2 separate regions of the Canis lupus genome follow, and region 2 is linked to region 1. A link is a contact called in public Hi-C data. All regions are on one chromosome and are shown on one strand. Each heading gives the region's core, a stretch centred on a gene start, on an enhancer-like site or on the middle of the called end of the contact. The rest is flanking DNA. Distances are from core to core; before and after follow the strand shown. Region 1 overlaps FERMT1 (fermitin family homolog 1). Region 2 has its middle 79 kb from the start of GPCPD1.

Evidence for each region. A called contact is a pair of places that touch in the nucleus more often than the background predicts.
Region 2: a contact with region 1 is called in a Hi-C map of skin fibroblasts, with 5 times the contacts expected there. The contact joins two enhancer-like sites. A contact is called at or near these places in 4 of 9 Hi-C or Micro-C datasets (amygdala, blood and skin fibroblasts).

What each region holds. Positions count from the first base shown.
Region 1 is chr24:16,228,979-16,236,712 of UU_Cfam_GSD_1.0, reverse strand. FERMT1 (fermitin family homolog 1) reads right to left here. Exons shown (of 15, transcript XM_038571651.1): 14 at 6,150-6,291; 15 at 2,428-4,743. The coding sequence ends at 4,570. The region is part of intron 1 of LOC111092063 (a long non-coding RNA gene); the gene reads left to right. Among named protein-coding and RNA genes, the nearest start is that of LRRN4, 18 kb to the left of the region's middle. Within about 2 kb of position 4,247, at least 3 of the 20 cell types and tissues checked have an H3K27ac peak or open chromatin away from gene starts, as enhancers often do.
Region 2 is chr24:16,673,420-16,681,153 of UU_Cfam_GSD_1.0, reverse strand. No RefSeq gene overlaps it. Among named protein-coding and RNA genes, the nearest start is that of GPCPD1, 79 kb to the right of the region's middle. Within about 2 kb of position 3,938, at least 2 of the 20 cell types and tissues checked have an H3K27ac peak or open chromatin away from gene starts, as enhancers often do.

The DNA.
Region 1 (7,734 bases), core at 2,998-5,497:
ATTGAAAGGACTTATGGGAAGCACAAGTGATAGCCCTAATACAGGTTGGCATTCTAAGCTCTATTATTTTTGAGGATATTCTTTGGTCAGGGGCAGAAGCAAGATTTGACTTGATCTGGGACACCTGAGTGGCTCAGCAGTTGAACGTCCGTCTGCCTTTGGCTCAGGGCATAATCCTGCAGTTCCAGGATTGGGCCCTGCATAGGCTCCCTGCATGGGGCCTGCTTCTCCCTCTCTGTGTGTGTGTCTCTCATGAATGAATAAATCAAATCTTAATAAAAAAAATTTAACTTGCTCTAACATTGGTTGGCACTACCATTTAACCTCCTGGTATCTGTTTTGCCCCTGGGGCTTATTTGACTGTCATGACAGCCTGTCAACCTGCTCTGAAATTTGAGTTATAGAACTATGTGTTCGGACTTAGAAAATGGGCCAGTATTGACAGAGTGATGCCAGAGTTTTGGAAGAAAGGCATGGCATGATGCACAGGAGTGGGGGATGTACCTCAACCTGACTGTGGGGGAAAATGGATCACAACCAAAGAATGCTGGAGTGCAATGGGCTCTAGGAAATCATGCAATCCAAACCCTTGTTTTACATACAGGAGACCTACAACTCTCAGATGGAGGCTTGGGTTTTCCTCTGTTATTGTTCCAGTTTCCTCCCCCATCCCTTTTTTTAAAAGATTTTATTTATTTGAGAGAGAGAGCATGAGCACGAGTAGGGGGTGCAGACGGAGAGGGAGAAGCAGACTCCATGATGAGCAGGGAGCCTGATGCAGGGCTCGATCCCAGGACCTGAGCTGAAGGCAGATGCTTAACCAACTGAGCCACCCAGGCACACCTGCAGTTTCCTTTTTGACCAGGCTGATGCAATCACTGTCTTGAAGAGGTATCTGCATCCCCCTGTTCACTGCAGCGTTATTCACAATAGCCAAGATATGGAAACAACCTATTGCTGGGTACATGGATAGAGATAAAATATATGGGCAGCCCCGATGGTGCAGCGGTTTAGCGCCACCTGCAGCCCGGGGTGTGATCCTGGAGACCTGGGATCGAGTCCCACATCGGGTTCCCTGCATGGAGCCTGCTTCTCCCTCTGCCTGTGTCTCTGCCTCTCTCTCTCTCTGTCTCAATAAATAAAATCTTAAAAAAGGATAAAAATATATATGTGTATGTATATAGTGGAATATTATTCAGCCATAAAGACGGAAATCCTGCCATTTGCAACAACATGGATGGACCTTGAGGGCATTATGCTAAGTGAAATAAGTCAGGCAGAAAAAGACAAATACTGTATATTCTCACTTATATGTGGAATCTAAAAGAAACAAACTGGGGCACCTGGGTGGCTCAGTGGTTGAGGGTCTGTCTTTGGCTCAGGGTGTGATCCTGGGGTTCTGGGCTCGAGTCCCACATTGGCCTCCCCATGGGGAACCTGCTTCTCCCTCTGCCTATGTTGCTGCCTCTCTCTCTGTGTCTCTCATGAATAAATAAAATCTTAAAAAAAGAAAAGAAACAAACTCCTAGAAATAGATTGATGGTTGCCAGATGTTGCGGATGGAGGATGAAGGAAATAGGTGAAAGTGGGGGGAAAAAAGAGAAAGAAAATGTTTTAAAAGAGGAGGCATGATATTCCACATCAGAAGTTTTAAGCTGCCTTTGGGCAGAATAATCATGGCCCCATACTTTGCATTCAGCCAGCACTTAAATAGCTCCTTTTTTTTTCTCAGTAAATATCTCATGAATTAATTTCCATGAATATAGAATGACTTAATTGATATCATATTAAGATACAAAAACAAAAGCCAGCATACGAGATGGTATAAAGGCTGGAAAGACAAAGTCCGAAATGCCAAAAATGTGTGTCTTTGGATAGTGTTAGTAAGACAAAGCTGGCTTTGAATTCTGGTTTTGCTTACTGGTGGTGTGACCTAGAGCGAGTGCTTCACCAGCTATCTGATTCTGTTTCCTCCTTTGTGAAATGAAGAAGGCAAACCATTCCTGTCCTCCAACGGGTTGATGTGAGACTTGTATGAAGGCACATCTATAAACTGCACATCACTGCCTGTTATGGACTATCTACCACTAAATCAAAGAACTGTCCTGGACATTCATCCATCAGATCAGAGGCCCTCTGATGCTCCTCCACCTATGGATATTTCTTTGTTCTCTGGTGCTTTTTCCAAAAGGTACTGGGAAAAAAGAGCTCATGTCAGGAATCTAGGGATACCTTCAATGGGAAAGGAATTAAAGTGAATGGTTAAGTGAGGTTTCTAGGTCAACCTCACTGGAAAGAATGAGCTCAAATCTCGGAATTGTGAGGAAAAGTATGGATTAAGCCTGAAAGTTGCATTCCTTTTTCATGGGGGAGAAAATATTCACCTTTTTTCAGAGACAGCAGAGTGGAGAGGACACCACCAGACCATACTGAAATCTATATAAAGCATTTAATTAAAAAAGTCCTATAAAATAATAATAAATGCAGATTTCCCCATCTAGTGTAGTTAAGAAAGCATAGGAGGCTGAAAGGCACACATTAATTTAAAATTTCATCATATGAAGTCACATGACCTTTTGCACCCAATATAAAAAAGTCCTCAAGTTGCTCTTTGGAATAGCAGCGTTTAAGGTTTTTCTTGACACACTTGTTTATTCCTTTGGGATGTGGCAGTGTAGTCACGGGAGAAATGTTCCCCGGAAAGTTTGGTTTAAAACTCCTTTGAATGTTTTCATGGCAACGTCAGACAACCATGAAAAGCTAAGAGGGTCACACTGGAGGTCTAACTTTGGTAAATGATGCAGAGCTGTACTTGGTAGGAGATAGGTAAAATGTGACATCAAGGAGCATTATTTTGTTGTAGGGTCTGACATACTTGTAAAGACCTGACTTAGGTTGTAAAAATCATGGAGCCCAAGACTACACAGAAATGACCAACACCAAGTTGAACAGTATGCTCAGCACTAGTTTCCATACAAAACATTTCAAACTAAGTTCTTTATGATGTGGACCAGATTTTCCAAGGGCCTGAGTTGCCTTCAAGCTTTAAACGAGGCCTTGGAAGCTCACCTTGGTGCCTGGGGGGTTTTCACGAACATTTACCTCAAAGGAGAGTCTGAAAGAGGAATAACAGCTTCCAGCTCAGGGCCTGGGGTTCCCTAGACAAGGCTGTCTTAATGTGGCTCCTGGAGCTGTGAAGATCTCTCTTCTCAAATGTCTTTGTTGGAAAATATAGCAACAGATGATGAATGGGGGCATCTGAGCTCTGGCCAGGCCCCCAGAGCTTTTGTATCCTAAAGGATTTCAAAATGGAGATGGAGCCTCTGCTTTACCCTGGCAACCCAAGTCCTTTCTGTGACAGCAGAACGTTTATAAAAACATAATTAAATGCCATCTGATATTTCCCTCTACCCCCCATATCGCTTCTTTCCTTCTCAAATCCCACTCCTCCCAAAGCTGAAAAACTAAAGCAGAAAATGACAGGTGAGATGGCTCATGCTCATGTCTTGAGGTAGAGATGACAGAGCAAAAAAAAAAAAGCAGAGAAAACAGAAGTCTATCACTGGCTCCTGATTTGCAAAATGTAGACAGAAGTCAGTAGGGGAAACTGTTAGCCCTTGCACTTGGTGGTCTTTGAGAATGAGCTTGTTCTTCTCTTCCTGACCAGCTGGTATAGAGACCCCATGGTAAGCCTGGAGATGTGGGGAGGATGGTTTTTATAAACAGAGAGAACCGGACCCATCTTCTGGAGCCCCAGCTTAGAAGACAAGCAGCTGAGACATGCAGCTGGGTGAGGAATGGATTTCCCTGTACCTCTGTCACCTGTGTCATCAAGAAAGACTTTAAAGGTGGGTGACGGATCCCCAGGAATGGACTAGGACTTACAGTGGCAGAAGTGACCCAAGGGGACAAATGTCCAAGACCAGATGGGTCAGTAGTCACTTCTGCAGAAGTCACTGTGAGCTGATGACATTGAAAGCCACTGCTCTGACCCTTTGTCACCAGGTAGTACCAGTAACTCCATCTTCCCCCTCCCTACCCCCAGGGAAAAAGTATATGTGTATGTGGAGACTCCCTCTGCATGTTCACAAGATAGGAGCTAAAAGTGGTTCTGTTAGGAAAGACAAATTACTTTTTATACCTGAGTTGTAGAATAAGATATATCCTTGGTTACATGTGCTTTTCTGTCTTTTGCTGATTTAGCAACGAAGCAGAAAAACACACTGGTAACTTCTAGCCATATCCTTGTGGGTTCTGAAGTCATAGAACTGTAGCCACATGCTGGGCCATGGTGTAATCTTTGAGTACTAGCCTGTCTCCTACCCACGTGTTTTACAGAAAAGGCAACTGAGGCCCCTTCCATCACTGGTAGGACAGGGTAAAGAGAGGAAGAGGATATGCTAGGCAGTCTGTTTTGAAATGAGATGAGGATCTTCATCTGAGTGACCAGTGGTGAGCATATGTTGTCCATCAGTCTGCAGCCTACACACTGTGTGAGCCAACGATGCCATCTGTCCAGGGAGGACCACATTTGGCTCACCCTCTGCGTGTGGGCAGGTCTGCTTTGCTTCATTCCTGTCCACCAGTTAGCTTGTGGAACAGGTCCTCGTCGAGTGTCTCATTCTGGTCCTTAGACCGAGTGGACAAGAAAATGTAGCCACCAATGTATTCGTGCACGATTTTGCAATCGGCACTCAGGCAGGTGAACGCAATGGAGACATTCTGGTCAAATTCAATTGCCACCTGCAAGAGGAAGGCACAGGTAAACTCACACTCTGGTAAGGAAAATGGGGAAAAAACTGCCCTGTTACGGCCCCAGAGCTGAGGACTGCATAGGTGGCTTACAGATGATCTCCCTCCGCTGCCACCCGCCCAACAAAATCCACAAGAAACCCAACCCAATCACCATTTCCATTAAATGCTTACAGAAAACAAGTCTTTGCTCCCTGCGCCCTCTTGTGGTGTTACCTTTGCTGCACACCTAGCAAAACATTCTAACTCCCAATACAGAGATACTTTTGGCTGCTCTTGTTTAGATGTAGGAACTTCCTAAGCATTTCCTCTCTCAAGGGGCAGGGTGCTTCACAGACTTTTTCATGGAGAATAAAAGGTTTAGTCATAAACTCTAAACACTAGAAGAAACAGATTTCAGGGGTTCTCAACCTTGGTTGCCCATTGGAATCACCTGTGGTCCTTTAAAAATTGCTGCCAAGGCTCCCACCTCCCGAGATTGGGATTTTACTAGTCTAGTGTGTGGCCAGTGCAGTGGTGTGTGACAGCTCCCCAAGTGGTCCTAATACGCAACAAGGTTTTAAGGCCACTGCCATAGAGGTCACCTGATCTCAAGCTTCTATTCTATAGATGAGTGCCCACATGGTTAACAGCCCTGCCGAGAGGAATCCATGGTTCTTTAAAAAAAGGGAAGTCTCTTACCATCCCTCTAGGGTAGATGGCTTTCTACTGGAAAAATGAGAAAAAAAAGGAGGCAAGGTTCTATACCAGCAACATTGGAATGTTTTAAATCAGCTGGATGCTAAGGTGCCCCTGACTTGATCTAGAATTTCCCATGCTATAGCCTTGGCTTGAACTTAGCTCCTAGGGTTCAACTGATAGGAGGCAGAGGTTTTGGGGGTTCCTTAACTAAGGAGGCAAGGCTTTTCTCAGTCATCCCTGCTCATATCACTTGCTTCTCTTACCAGTTTTTCCCTTTGGGGACTGGAATGTTCTCCAGGTGGGCAGTTGAGCTGTTGAGTCCTCAACTAGTTAGACCTCTTGACAGCCAGTCAGATGAAGCTTTTTTTGATTCATTTTAGATGACAGTCCCATCTCACGTAATTTCTGCTAAGTAATTACTAGCCTATGTCTTACATAATCCCATGGTGAGTTGAAGGAAACTAATCAAACTGCTCAGCAATTTTAGAGTATGTAGAGTCTATATGGAGACTAAGCCAACTTGTGGTGTTAATTCAAAACCATTTGGCCTATACCTGTTAGTAAATTGTCCAGAACTGCATGTGATTATTTTAGCAGACAATTACCACATGCTTGTGGTTTCTGAGTTCTAAATACACGAACAGAGTAATCTACAATTCTGATGGAACACACATTTATAGCCTCAACACTGAAGATGCCAAAAACTTTCACTGTACCTGCCGGATTTCCCAGTTTACGTTCCACTGTTTCATATTTGTGAATCTCCAAGTTGTAATTGGAATCCCAGTGGTTGCATCAATTCTAATCAACCTATTATATGAAACTCCCAGAATATCATCTTTCTTACTTCCTTTAAATCTACAAAAAAAAAAAAAAATGAATTAAAAGAAGCAACTGCTTCCTATAATATGAGTTTCATTCATACACTATTTTTCATTCATACACTACATTTCATTCATACACTATTTTTTTTAAAGATTTATTTATTTATTTATTCATTCATTCATTCATTCATTCATTCATTCATTCATGAGAGATAGAAAGAGAGAGAGGCAGAGATATAGGCGGATGGAGAAGCAGGCTCCAGCAGGGAGCCAGATGCAGCACTGGATCCCGGATCCTGGGATCATGCACTGAACCTAAGGCGGACTTTCAACTACTGAGCCACCCAGGTGTCTCCATACACTACTTCTTAAAGATAATATGAACATTTCTAAATGATATCCAAAGAATGGACAGTGAGGGATTAACTTTCTACAGAAGGGCATTTTTATTGTGATATGAAGATAATATGAAGAATGGAGGGAATTAAGTCTGTCCCATAGACATCCTTTACCTGAAGTTGACATCAGAGTAAAGCAAAGTAAGAGAGGGTCAGGTCAATTAATTTAAAATCAACTGTAGGGGTTCCTGTGTGGCTCAGTTGGTTAAGTGTCTGCCTTGGGCTCAGGTCATGATCCCAGGGTCCTGGGATACAGCTACACATTGGCCTCCCTACTTGGCAGGGAGCCTGCTTCTCCTTCTCCCTCTGCATGCTGCTTCCCCTGCTTGTGGTCTCTCTCTCTGTGTGTCAAATAAATACATAAAATCTTAAAAGAAATAAAATCAACTGTGTATGCCAGCCACCCTTTTAGGCACAGGGAATATACACTAGTGACTTAATTGGAGAGCAACTATCTAATTCATGGAGCTTATATTTTGGGGGGGGTGGACAGGGTCATGAATAAGTGAAATATATATGGCAGATAAGATCATGAAGGAAAATCAAACATAGAAGGGAGCAGGGAATACTGCCAATGAGGTGGTGACAGTTTTAAAAAGGGAGTCAGGGAAGATTACAGTGAGAGAGGACATTTGATTAGAGATGTCTGTGAGGGAATGAGCCACATGGGAATCAGGGGAAAGAGCATTGTAGGCAGAGGGCACAACCAGTGCAAGGCTGTAGCTTTTTTTTTTTTTTTTTGGTGGCATACTCAAGGACCTGCCAGGAAGCCAGTGTGCCTGGGCACAGTGAAGAAGGGTCAGAGAATGTGAAATCCCCAAGCTAAGGTCTTATAGGGCCATTGTAAGGATTTGGCTTATACACTGAGTGAATCAGAAGGCTTTCAGATTGTTCTGGGAAGACGCCCACTCTGGTTTGACTCAAATCTTAAAAGGATCACTCTAGCAGCCAACTTGAAAATTTGGGGGAAGAAGGGGAGAAGCAGGGAGCCCAGATAAGTACTGAAGAGGAAGCGTGGAAGATTATTACGAGCAGCCAATGTGTTTGGGCCATTTGTGAGAGACCAGTTTTTTTTTTTT
Region 2 (7,734 bases), core at 2,689-5,188, 440 kb before region 1:
CAAAATAAACAAATAAAATCTGAAAAGATAAATAAATAAAAATAAAATAAGCCCCAGAAAATAATAGAAAGGGGGCCTTTCTTTGGCCATGAGCCAGCACTGACCAGAGTCGCTGTCCCCTGGAGGAGTCGCAGGCCTCTGCTGGCAAAGCGCTGGCTCCCTTCCTGGGCAATCCTACCATCATCGAGGCCCTCCATAAACACAGCCCCTCCTACCCGCCAGAGTCTGTCCTCCTCAGGCTGGTCCCACTGCTGGCTACCAAGGACACAGAAACAGATGGGCTCCCTCAGTCAAACCTCTGCCCCTATTCCCCAACTTAAGTTGCTGAGACCCTGGTTTCCTGTGCTCCCTGTTGCTGCCACACTGCTCCCCAGGTCCAGAGCCCCAGGCTATAGCACCTCACCTTTCCCTGAGTTCCCAAAACCTGGCCACTCACCTGGGGACTCTGTTCCTCTCTGTTTCTGCTCATGGCATCTGCACACCTGGACTGTTAACCTGTGGCAATGCTACTCTCTTTGAACCTCAAGATATTTTTTTTCAGGGCACCTGGATGGCTCGGTGTTGAGCGTCTGCCTTCGGCTCAGGCCATGATCCCGGGGTCCTGGGATGGAGTCCCACACTGGGCTCCCTGCAGAGAGCCTGCTTCTCCCTCTGCCTATGTCTCTGCCTCCCTCTCTGTTTCTCTCAGGAATAAATAAATCTTTAAAAAATAAATAAAAGATATTTCTTTCTAGTGCAAACCTGAGATGTATAATTGACTTCACTGTGGACAGATGAGGTGGGGAGAGAGAACTAGGAGCTAGAAGTGGGGAAGAACAGCGCTGATAGGTCTCTCTGAGACTGGGACCTGGGCTGGGACAAGCAAGGGGCAATTCTCAGAATCAAGTCGGACTGAGGGGAGTAGTCTGAGGTCATGAGGGGGGATCCTTTTGCAGCCCCTACCCTCACACCACAAGGGGAGCTTAGATTGGCCAGGAGGGCACAGAAGGGAGTAAAAGGCTAGTTGCCCAGCAATCAAACTAGAAATCCATAATGTAAAGATAATGAGAAAATCTCCAAAATACTTGAGAACTAATCCACACGTTCCAAGTAATCTAGGAATCAAAATGGAAATCTCGGGAAATTTCAAAAATAGAATAAAATGAATAAAAATATCTTGCCGTCTGTTCTCCTATATTTAGAACAACCTTGAACAACTTCGTGGGCAAAGTGACCCACTTTGTGAAACCCATTTTTTGTGTGTGCAGAGGTATGGGTGTCTAGAATACATATACGTAGATGTGTGTGTAATAGCACTATGTAATCCTTCTCAGAAAGAGTAGGACTCGCCAAGTCAGCAACAGCTCCAGAATGCATCAGAAATGTGTTCCCCTAAGTATCACGAGATGGCAGCACATGCACACAGCATTTGGAGCTCTTTCACCCACTCATTAGGTCGCGATTAAACAGACCTGCAACAACGCCTCTGCCCTCTGGAAAACCCCACACTTAAAGGTTTACAACGAAGCATGCTTTCATGCTAATGTATTGCAAATGCATGAAGAATTTCTTTAGGCAGATACATAGATTCAAAGGATGACCATAGATCATGTCATTAGACTTCTTTACCTCTTGGTAAAGAGTATGTGTCTTGCACCTGAAGTCAGAAATTAACCATATATGATAAAAGAATTTCTTAATCACAACTTAACTGCTTTGGTTCATGGCTTGAGACTAGCTGTGCTGGACACTTTCCCTGCATCCCATTTGTTGAGAATTTAGCCAGATGCTGGACCTATTGGTGATGCCTTACATGGATTATGCTTTAAAATTTACTGCAGCCGTTTGGGGGGGCGATTATTAATAGCTTAGTTTTACAGACGGGAAAAGTAAGGACTGGAGCCATTAGGAACTTTGGTAACAGCCCAGAGCTAACGAAGCCCTTGAGGTGCCCTCTGAGCCAACCAACCTGACTCCCAATGGCCCCAGTACACGAGGAGTCCTCTAGGTGACGCTCATGTCTAGGCTTTTACTGATTCATGATTCCCTGAAGTCTAGAAGGAATGATTTAACTGAAGGGGTCTTTCTTCTTTCATCAAGAATATTTTGCTATTAATATGATCATTGACATGTTCGATCTAATACTGATTGAGAATAGCCCTTAGTTTGGAAGAGTGAAAATAGTAACTAGCAACTTATTGTCAAAAAAAAAAAAAAAAAAAAGCTTCAGCGGGTTAAGCCCCTGACTCTTGATCTCAGTCTGGGTCTTGGTCTCAGGGTTGTGAGTTCAAGCCCCATGATGGGCCCAGTGTTGGGCCCCACACTGGGCATGAAACCTATTTTAAAAAAAAGTTTCATAACATTACATGGACACCTGATGGGTGTTTTTTTTTTTTCCACTTCAGTAATTGTAGGACTAAAATGACATTGACACCCAAAGTGTCATTGGTTGGCAAAAGATTGCTAGAAGTGCAGATCTCAGGTAAGCACATACAGCTCGTTTTGCATGGCCCACATCCAGACACAGGGCTACTTTGGTGTTGGGCAGGGGCAGGAGAGGTGGCTGGGTGTGAATGGTTACATCCTTCTTTTAAACTTTGGAAAGTTGGCCTTTTTCAATTCCTATTTATGACCATGATTGGATGAGATCAAAATACTCGACAACACGTTGTACTTAAGTAACTGGATGGTGAATGGATGAAAAGACAGGTAGGCAGGCAGGTAGGAGGGAGACAGGTGAAGTCTGTTTGATGCACTTTTACCTCACCTGCACAGAGAACATCCATGGGGAATCCTGCCTCCCCATGGCCACTCCAAGCCTGGCAGTTCATACTCACCCACCTGACTCAGGCACTCAGGCACCAAGCACATTTGGGGGAAGGAAACAAAATTCAGTTCAGGATAAAGAAATAGGAAATCAGAAGTCCGTGTCTTATTATTATTATTATTGAAAATGCCAAACCCATGTAATGCATAGCATTGTGTGTGTATAGTTAACGGTATTATGTTATGTACTTGAATGTTGCTAAGAGATTAGATCTTAAATGTTCTCACACAAAAAAGAAATATAGGGTAGCCTGGGTGGCTCAGGGGTTTGGCGCCTGCCTTTGGCCCAGGGCGTGATCCTGGAGACCCGGGATTGAGTTCTGCGTCCGGCTCCCTGCATGGAGCCTGCTTCTCCTTCTGCCTGGGTCTCTGTCTTTCTCTGTGTGTGTGTCTCATGAATAAATGAATAAAAATCTCTCTTTTTTTTTAAATCTCTTTTTAAAAAAAGAAATATAATTATGTGACATGATGGAAGTAATAGCTAACACTATGCTGGTAATCATTTGGGGATATTTAAGTGTATCACATCAACACATTGTACACCTAAAACTCACACATGTCATATGTCACAATTAACAAAAAAAAAAGAAAATGCCAAATCCTATCAGAACGTATTTGGCATATGGGTTTCCACTAGAAATAATGTCTCTGATTTCTGATATAGCACACTCTTGGTATATGTGGCTTATATAAGCTATATAAAGCCTTCATATTAACCCTGTAGGTTGGGCATTAACTCTTTCTCCAATCAGGAGAATGTGGTATCGTGTAACTTTCCTAAGTGATCTATCTGGGAAAAAAATGAATTTATTTAAGTGGAAGTCTTTTGCACCTTGCTAAGGAGAGTGAAATATCATCTAAGAGAATCAGGGATTAAATGCATGAAGAACTGTTAGATATCGGGCCTAGCCCTGCAGACCCACTGAGGCTGGCTAGTGGCTGAATGTGGTGGAAGCTGGGTAGAAGTGCTGCTTGCCCTTCTCCAGCATGTTCAGTTGTGTGGGTCAAGATGCAGACTTGGAAGTGAGGTGGATGTAATCAGAGGGGTGTGATGAAGCAGGACAGGGTGGGGCCTGGGGGCACAGGTGAGGAAGGGAGTTCAACAACTGACTGTCTAAAGCTGGACAAGGCAGGAGGCATGCTGTAGTTAAGGATGAATCAATGCACTGGTGGTCTTGTTGGGAGGAGGACACACAAGGAGGTGGAACAGTGATAGGAGTGAGGGATGCATGTTCTGTTCTGAAGGGGTGTCAACAGTGGGCAGAACAGGTCTAGGGTATGACCGTGGGAATGAATGGCTGAGCAGACAAGATCATTGGTGGAGAACTGAAAGCCCTTATGTTGGAAATATTATTTAAAGATGTTGATATTTCCAAGGCTCATGACTGGAGAGTGTTCTAGAAAGTGACAGTGAGCCAGGAAGGGAAGTCTTCAAGGAAGAGAGGCATCTACCCAGGCTTTGTGGTAAAAACGAGGGAGGATGTCCCAGGACAGTGAGTGTTGAGGAAGATACTCATCCACCTTCAGGCCCATAGATACACGAAAAGTCTAGAAAAGACCCAAAGCTTGAGAGGGCAGCAGGGAAAATGAGGTTTCACTCAGATCTGCACAGTCTAATATAGCAGATGCCAGCCACACATGGCTACAGAGCACTTTGAAATGAGCAACTGAATATTTAATTGAATTCCAATTAAGTTAAAATTGAAGCACTATAAATATTTTTTCTGTTAAACACAGCTTTAATGTTCTGGCAGGACTAAATTTCACTTTAACCATCAAAAAACCAAATTTAAATATACCCTAAGTGTAAAATACACATCAGATTTCAGACAGTATGAAAAAAAGATATAAAATATCTCATTAATATTTCTATACTTTTTTCTTGTTGAAATATATTGGACTACATAAAATATATTTTTGCATTTTAGATCTATTGTGTTTGATGAAATACATTTTTAAAAAATATTTTATTTATTTATTATGAGAGACAGAGAGAGAGAGGCAGAGACACAGGCAGAGAGAGAAGCAGGCTCCATGCAGGGAGCCTGATGTGGGACTCGATCCTGGGACTCTGGGATCACGACTGAGCCACAGGCAGACACTCAACCACTGAGCCACCCGGGCATCCTAATAAAATATATTATTAAATTAATTTTATCTGCTTTTTTATTATTGCAGTATAATTGACATATAATGTTATATTAGTTTTACCTGCTTTTTTTCTACTTATTTTAATGTGACTACTAGAAAATTTAGAATTACACCTGTGGCTCACATTATATTTCATTGGGCAGTGCTGGATTAAAGAATGATGATGAAGGGACAGCTAGAAAAGAGGTAGAAGACACAGGGCACTTAGCTGACACCTGCCCAAGTGTTCCAGAAGGCATGGTGGAATGAATAAATAAATAAATAAATAACCAACAGCATGTACTGAAAAACAAAAACAAAATTCAAAAAGAAGGAAGGTTTCAGGGGTTGGCTGGGCTGCCGGAAAATGTCAGTAAGGCCAATGGATAGTCACATGAGGACGAGTGTCACAGGGCTGAGAGATGTCTAGGGAGCCCTGAGATACTTGCGGTTCCAAGAAAAAGCAGACACCAAGGTCAGAAAGAGATAGGTCCTGATTTTCTCAAGGTAGATACTGATGGTGAGGCCGTGACTTTAAAGGCAAGGGAGTGATCCAGTTCTAGTCAGGGACTCCCATTCACTCTGTCAAAGGAGGTAGGGAAAACAGAAATACTTTGAGGGAAGCATCCAACAGGATTTGCTGATGGATTGGACATGGGGCATGGAAGTGTAAGAGGTGTCAAGGTGTCACTCTAAGATTTGGCCTGAGCAACTGAAAGAATGGAGTTGCCTTTAAAAAAAAAAAAAATTATTCATGAGAGACACCAGAGAGAGGCAGAGACATAGGCAGAGGGAGCGGCAGGCTCCCCATGGGGAGCCTGATGCAGGACTCAATGCCAGGACCCCAGGATCATGACTGGAGCTGAAGGCAGATGCTCGACTGCTGAGCTACCGAGGTGCCCCTGGAATTGCCTTCTATCAAAAAGGGGAGACCACAAGTAGGATGTTGAGGGGTGGTAGTGGACATCATGACTTCATATGGGGGTATGTGAGATTTGAGGACCCTGTCGGACCTCCAAATAGAAATCTTGAAGGAGCAATTGGCTACAGGGATCTGCAGTTCACAGGAGAGATGAAGCTAGAGATATAAATCTGAGGGTCTTTGCAACTAGGTTGTAGTTAAAAAGCTCTTTGTTGTGAATTCTAAGATCAAAGAATTCTAGATCATCCAGTTATCTCCTTATAGCTTGCTGAGTAATCATGATATAAATAACTTCCAATTTATTTTGTAGGGTGACTTTTTTTTTTTTTTTTTTTTTTTTTTTACAAATGTACCTTCCATTGACATTTGGCCCAATCTAGTATTACCCCGAACCCAAAGCAGCTGATAGAAAGTACAAGGTCCAGAAGCCAGGTTGGTATTTCTACATTTTATAACATAAAGAATCTATAGCTTCTCATCAAGAACTTTTTTACCCTCTGCTTGCCCCTGCTTACAAGATGCTCTTGCCTCATTGCAAACATTCCCCACACACACACACTTGGATTTTGTAACAAAAAATAAAAACACTGGGTAAGAATTTTGGGGGTTGAACCAGCCCCATCACCCCAGCTAAAGAAAGCCATTTATTCCTTGTTAAGCCAACTGGTAAACAAGCAGTCCTCCTGTCCAGACTTTCAGCAGAGAGGTTCCCACACAGAAATTAACCAACAGCATGTACTGAAAAACAAAAACAAAATTCAAAAAGAAGGAAGTTGCATCAGATGAATCTGTCTTCTCTTCTGCAGTTCCTTGGCTAGCTAACACAAAAACACCAATAAACTCTTGTTTATCACCTTTAACCCTAAGATAGTTCTGCATTCTACTTCCTTCCCTCAGAGCCCCTACACTGCCCATGCAACCAGTACTACAGATGCCTCTTTGCATGGACATAACTGGAAAGGCATTTAAAAGTGGCTCCCAAATCAAAGAGGGGATAAAGAACCACAGAAGTCAGGGGCTGGAAGCGTCTTTTTTTTTTTTTTTTTTTTTTTTTAAGATTATTTATTTACTTTTTTGAGAGAGAGCAAAGCAAGCAAGAGAGAACATGAGTGGAGTGGGGGAGAGGCAAAGGGAGAGGGAGAAGCAGACTCTCCACTGATCAGGGAGCCCGATGCAGGGCTCCATGCCAGGACCCTGAGATCATGACCTGAGCCAAAGGCAGACGCTAAACCGACTGAGCCACTCAGGTGCCCCCAGGGGTTGGTTATTTTAACGAACTGATTTCATCTATAAGGAAACCAAAGTCCAGAAAGGTGAGCTGACTTGCTCAAGTTTAGAACTGGTCAGTTTTTGCCTTCTCTTAACTTTTTGTTACAGAAAATTTCAAGTGGATACAAAAGTAGAATAGCATAATGAACTCGCAGATACTCCTCACTCAGCTACAGTGAGCAGCATTTTGCCAGTGTTGTTCTATCTATCCCCCCTTCTTTCTGTACTGGATTGTTTCAGAGCAAATCCAAGGTACATCACTTCTCTTGTACTACTTTAACATGCTTCTCTAAATCATATAAGAATATTAAAAAAATAAAAACCTGGGCACCTGTGTAGCTCAGTTGGTTGAATGCCTGACTTGATTTTGACTCAGGTTGTGCAATCCCTGGGTTGTGCAATCGAGCCCTGCATCCAGCTTTGCGCTTAGTGTGGAGCCTGCCTGAGATTCTCTCTCTCCCTCTGCCCCTCCCCTGGTTCGTGCTCTCTCTTTCAAATTAAATAATATTAATTAAATATTATTAAATTAAATAATAAATTAAATAATTTTAAATTAATTAAATATTAGATAGATAAATAAAATCTTTTACAAAATAAAAAAATACCTT